Linked DNA regions of Mus musculus: region 1 is linked to region 2. The links are chromatin contacts, called in public HiChIP or PLAC-seq maps. All regions are on one chromosome and are shown on one strand. The core of a region is the stretch at or near the end of the contact, and the rest is flanking DNA. Distances in the headings are between cores, read along the strand shown.

Evidence for each region. HiChIP or PLAC-seq counts read pairs in DNA pulled down with a chosen protein or histone mark.
Region 1: a contact with region 2 is called in an H3K4me3 HiChIP or PLAC-seq map of forebrain, with 5 times the contacts expected there. The contact joins the enhancer-like site here to the promoter of Pank3 in region 2. A contact is called at or near these places in 10 of 39 promoter capture datasets (the 3T3-L1 cell line, the C10 cell line, cranial neural crest and 5 more), 2 of 15 datasets of contacts at CTCF or cohesin (embryonic stem cells and large pre-B cells), 8 of 484 Hi-C or Micro-C datasets (the AML12 cell line, LSK cells, the N1E-115 cell line and 4 more), 19 of 115 datasets of contacts at active chromatin or transcription factors (the 230-238 cell line, astrocytes, embryonic forebrain and 10 more) and 1 of 9 other capture datasets (embryonic stem cells).

What each region holds. Positions count from the first base shown.
Region 1 is chr11:36,000,153-36,002,852 of GRCm38.p6, forward strand. The region is part of intron 1 of Gm42072 (a long non-coding RNA gene); the gene reads left to right. Among named protein-coding and RNA genes, the nearest start is that of Gm42072, 3.6 kb to the left of the region's middle. Within about 2 kb of position 1,334, at least 51 of the 459 cell types and tissues checked have an H3K27ac peak or open chromatin away from gene starts, as enhancers often do. A contact at or near this core is called in astrocytes, forebrain, pancreatic cancer cells and 1 more, where this site is marked.
Region 2 is chr11:35,768,070-35,770,769 of GRCm38.p6, forward strand. It overlaps Pank3 (pantothenate kinase 3), which reads left to right and starts at 1,426. Exons shown (of 7, transcript NM_145962.2): 1 at 1,426-1,878. The coding sequence starts at 1,851.

The DNA.
Region 1 (2,700 bases), core at 84-2,583, 230 kb after region 2:
CAGTGATCCTCCTGGGAGTCCTCCCATTTCTCACCAATTGCAACCAGACAATTAAAGGTCTTCCTAGCAACAGAGGGAGGAGCAGGGTCTCTCTGCTGTTGCCATGGTTGCTGGTAAGGATGCAGACTTGGGATGAAGCAATACGTGGAGGAAACCTCTCTGGGAGAAAAAGGCCACATGAGTGTTGGAGTCAAGATGGCACCTTGTGGACTTCCTTTCAGCCCTAGAACCTCCCATGCCTGAAATCAGCCATGCTCGTGCCTTCCTAGTGTTCCTTTAAATTCAGGTTCCGTCACTGATGAGCACAAATCTCTTGGTTAATACCGTGATACCCTTTGGGGTCTGTTTCTAGCCTTCATCCTCTCTTAAAATTTTTTTTACAACAGGAATTTGTCTAATTCCTGTCATTTGTAAACACAACAGATTTCATCAGGCCAAGGGCTCTCACCTCAGGATAAAAACAGCTTTTGTGGGAGATAAGGCCGAGATAAGGGCTTCTGGAGGGAGTGGCCAACCCTGCAGGTCAGAGATAGTTACCAATAGCAGGAGACAGATCCGGCTATGGAGGGGTGGGCTCTGCCTGTGGGGTTTACTCTGTTAGTGGCCTCTCTAGGCCAGTTTCCTCATCTGCCCCCCAGTGTGTGGGAGGTTCAAATGAGGTCAGCTAATTTGAATGACAGGGTCTGTGAATGCATGAGGTCATTTTTACATCCCCCTGGGATTGGGCTCAGAGGGAGAAGAGGCAGAGGAGGGAAGGGGAGAGAGGTTGGAGGTAACGCCTCACTAAATCTAAGGTGGGTGGAGAGCCAGCGATCTTTTTAAGAAGGCTGAAAATAGCTTGCTACAAAGCACTAGCCAGCGGCTTCCTTGTACAAGTTTTTTTTTTTTTTTTTTTTTTTAAACCGCAGGGTGCTAGGGTGAGGTGTTCTTATCTCCACTTCTTAGAGAAGAAGTTGGGGAAAGTGCTCAGACTTAGCTGGAGAGGGGGGTGCAACTGGAATTTCAACCGAAGCTTCCTCTTCATACTTTCTCACACATAGCCCAGGTTGGCTTTGAATTCCCTGTCTGTTGCTCCTTCACCTCTAAGTGCCGAGACTACCGCAATGCTTTTATATTTATTTTAGGAACGAGAAAAAGTGAGGTCACGACTAGGGATGCGAAGGACGTTTGGGAATGTACCCGGCTGGTGCTTGAGAAGCGGCAAGGAGAATCGGTCGGTCTGTTTCCTGGCTGCTATGCAACCGGGCTTCTCCCTATCCAGAGTCTTGTAGCTCACCCCTGAGTTGGAAAGCCTCTCTCGGCAAACAGAGAGCCTAGCAAGATTTAGCGGGAAAGTCTGCCATCTGGTGGCCAAAGGGAGGAGCTCACGGCTTGGGAAAGCGCGGCGTTGGAGAATAGATGTAGACAGCATTTGAAGTGGCGAGGGCTGCGGGAACAGAACAAGGCTGCCTAGCTGTCTCAGCATTCAATGTGGGGCCTGGGTGTGCGCAGGACGGAGCAGAACAGTCCTTATTAATAGTCCCCCACCTCGTCCGCCTCCTGAATAGTGAGTGTCCTTTCCTCTAGGGGCTGGAGAAGGTGAAGGACCCAGAGCAAGGTCTTAGCAGATTTCCTGCTTTTTAGTTCAACTCTTTGGACACTGTCACCAACTCCTAGCTCAGCTCCTAGCCCGAGTCTCACGCCTGTTCCTTCCGCCCGCGGAGTGAGGAGGAATTTATCTGCGTCCCGCCCCTCCGGTTTTTAATTCTGTCCCTCATGCTGCTGGCAAGTGAAGATGCCCAGGGGCTCTACACCTGGCTTCTAATTTAGAGAAATCCTGACTAAATGGGCCTAGGGGCTTCTGTCAAAGGCTCCCAGATGATTCCTGCATCTCGTTCCCTGGTGCTGAGGTGAAACCCAGGGCCTTTGTGCTTGCCGGGCAAACTTCTATTCCTGCGCTACATCTCCCTCATGTGATGTCACAGCTAGCCCCTCTGTAGCCTTCCTACCTTCAGGCGATCTACTTGTACTCTCTCCATTTGTGAGGACTCTGACTCATTTTAGCATCATCTCATTTCCTGGCCTTGTCGGCTGGTGTCTAGATTAGATGTCCATGGAGACAACAGGGTCTTCTCAGGGCTTCTTGCTCTAGTCTGTCAACTTTCCCACCAGCTCTGACCCCACTGTATCCCACGACTGTCTTGGGAGTTCGTCTCACCCCTGACGGAGCGCTTTCTGGGCAAGTTTTATTCATCTTTGCATCGTCCACTTCTGACAGTGCCGGGGACGAGCCGTGCCTGGTGACTCGGGATGTCGATAAATGGATAAATGCTCGAGCTGATTCCGCCTAGTCGGACAGGCAGACTTCAAGTTGCTGAGACCCTCGACCTTCTAAATGTCACTCTTTCTGACAATCCCTTAAGGCCGTGAACACGGGTCAGATGCTGAAAGCACTTGCTGCAGCTGCCTGGACCTGGGAGGGTGGGAGGGGAGGGGCTCTTGACAAGGTGACACACAATGTGCGGGGGGTGTGTGTGTGTGTGTGTGTGTGGGGGGGGGTGAAGTCCCAATCCCCTAATCCTGCCTAGCTGCTGCATGAGAGCTCCCCTCCCCACTCTTCAAAAAAACCAAACCAAACCAAACCAAACCAAACAAAAACAAAAAAACCCAAACCTGTGCTTGGAACAAATATGATAAAAAAAAAACCCAAACAACAAGTAA
Region 2 (2,700 bases), core at 176-2,675:
CTATATCTAAATACTTGAGACTTGGTATGTTATGGGGGAGGAGGGTGTTTAGTTACCCTTTGGAGGCAGGGGTGGTCTGACAAACATTACACGGTAAAATCCAAAGAAGAATGTCAAGTGAATCTGAAAGTCGCCAGAACACCAAAGCTAACTTTCCATTATATCCACCAGTACACAGTAATTAAACCAGACCTGCCAGACCCAACTCATTCCCATAAGCTCTAACCTAGTCCCATGAGATGTAATACAGTCTCTAGAGAAAGTCATTGATCAACCGCAAGACTGGTGTCCCCATTACCCAGTCACTTCCTGAAGGCCCCACCTTCTCACACTACTTCATTGAGAAATGAAGCCTCAGTGTGAATTTTGGCTTAGAGCAACTAAATCCAAACTATAGCAATCAGCAAAGGCAGGACAGCAGAGCTCGCCAGTTAGATTGTTTCTTGGAATGCTATCTTCCAGGGCCAACTCCCCAGGGGCAAGCACATGGAGGTTCCTACCAAGCCACATATTGTCAATGACTGAATTCTTTGCCATCTAAGACATAAAAGTGGAGGAGAGGCCATGTCCTTGATACCATCTCTTCCTTTTCCGATGGATGATCTCAAATCACAAGAGGCGTAGAGAAAAGGGTATCCTGGGTTTATTCTGAGAACTGGTGCATCTAATTCTTTTCTCTGAAAGTCACTTTCCTCTTTATAATGAGGAGCTAGACTAGAGAGATCCTGTGAGGAACCTGAAAGGCATGTGCTTTCAAACGTTTTGTTTTATGAGACAGGGTTTCTCTGTAGCTCTGGGTGTCCTGGAACTCGCTCTGTAGACCAGGCTGGCCTCGAATTTCCAGAGATCTGCCTGCCTCTGCCTCCACAGAGTTCAGGGATTAAAGGCGTTGCACCACGACCATACTACAACTTTCAAGTGTTTCGACTGCCTCGTTCCTGCCGTATCTTCACAGTAAATAAAACTCGCATGTGACTCAAAAGGCTGCTAGACTACATTACATTAAATAATAATTATGTAGCAAATGTTACCATCTTTAGTGACCTTCCAACCCCAATATTCAAGGTGTTCCTTTAGCGGATGACTTATCTCATCAAACGTATTCAGTGGTCTGGACCCCTGAATTTTGACACAGCCATCACAGGGAAAAACCATCAAGAGGAAAATCTGCGACTGCGTGACAGCCACAGCGCCCTCAGAGTTCACAACCCCTCTCTTCTTTCAGCCGCTACGAGACCAGAGCCCGGGAATTGCCAGGACCGCCCACGGCTTGCTACCATTGGCGGCCTCCTTGCTGGCGTGACTAAGGCTCCGCCTCTTCCCCGCTGGGACCACTCTGAGGCGATCTCCGGAAGCGGAGGGGGGCTAGAAATAGGGGTCGAGAGGCATCCTGGGCTTTGTAGTCCGCCTGAGCATCTGCCGCAGGAGAGTGGAGCCTCACTCTACGGAGAACTACAACTCCTAGCAGCCCCGCGGAGAGCGAGGCGAGGAGGCCTGAGTCACGTGGGCGCTGGGCCTGGGCGGGCTATTTCTCAGTGCGGCGGCGGCGGCGGCGGCGGCTCGGGGGACCGGGGCCTTTTGTTCGGAGCGGCTGCGGGGGGCCACGGAGCGGCGAGGCCCGCGGCCTTCCCCGGCTCGCTCGGTCCCGGCCGCCCCTTGCGGGGTTGCTGGGCCGCCCCGTGGGCCGCCTGTGGCCTCAGGCGCCGCCGCCCCGCCCTAGGCCCGCCCCACCCGGCCTGAGGGGAGGAACCGGCCGGGCCTCGCCGCGCGGCCCAGCCAGCTCCGGAGTATTCACCTCTCCTCGCTGAGCTCTGCACCCGAGGCTACCCCTCGCGCCTTAGGCCGACGCCATGAAGATCAAGGATGCCAAAAAACCCTGTAAGATGGGACCGGGGACCCGTGGGTTGGGAAGACGGGCCTTGGAGCCTCTGGCGGAGCGGCCCGCTTTAAGCTCGCGACTGTTCTCGGACGCCAGCCAGGGAGGGAAGGGAGGGATCGCTGCAGCCCCAGGTTGCAGGCGGCGGGCTTCCCCACCCCCATGCATGAGGGCCAGGCTCCTGCGGTCCCCCTGCCCGCTGCTCTCTTGCTCCTGCAGATCTGGGAGGTGCACGGGAGAATCTTGACTCGGGTTTTACCAAAATGGGAGCACAGCTACCAGGCCCCTCTTGAAAAGAGGTAGTCATGGCTGTCAGATAGGGGTTGGTACACCACCTCCCTCCCATTTTCCCCAGTTTCTGGGTTTCCTGCGCGTGTCCTTGAAGTCCAGGTGGGTTCCTGGGAGTTGTCAGCCTTGCATTTGGAGCTGTTCAACGCTTGTGCATGTACTCTGCCTGTAGATAAATTAATGGCTTGGGCAGTTTAGAAAATCAGCTGGTTTTGTGTTTTAGGGAGCAGATAAACACCAAGGTTAAACATCGTATTTCAGCTATTTCGAACACATTAATATGGTGATAAATACCTCGAGCTTTTTTCTGTAGTTGTACATGCATATACATGCAAAGGTTCTAACCCTGTTATGAGAGACACATCAAGGTTCACAAGCTGTCTTTTAAATGCCTCTTATTCCTGCGGTTGGCTTGTTTATTGGCTCAGTCTTTGTGAATGTTGTTCTTTCATTCTCTACTAACTGGGCATGTGGGGATCTGTGTTCCTGTCATAGAGGTTTTACAGATTTTAGTGTTTTATGCCATCTACAACTGC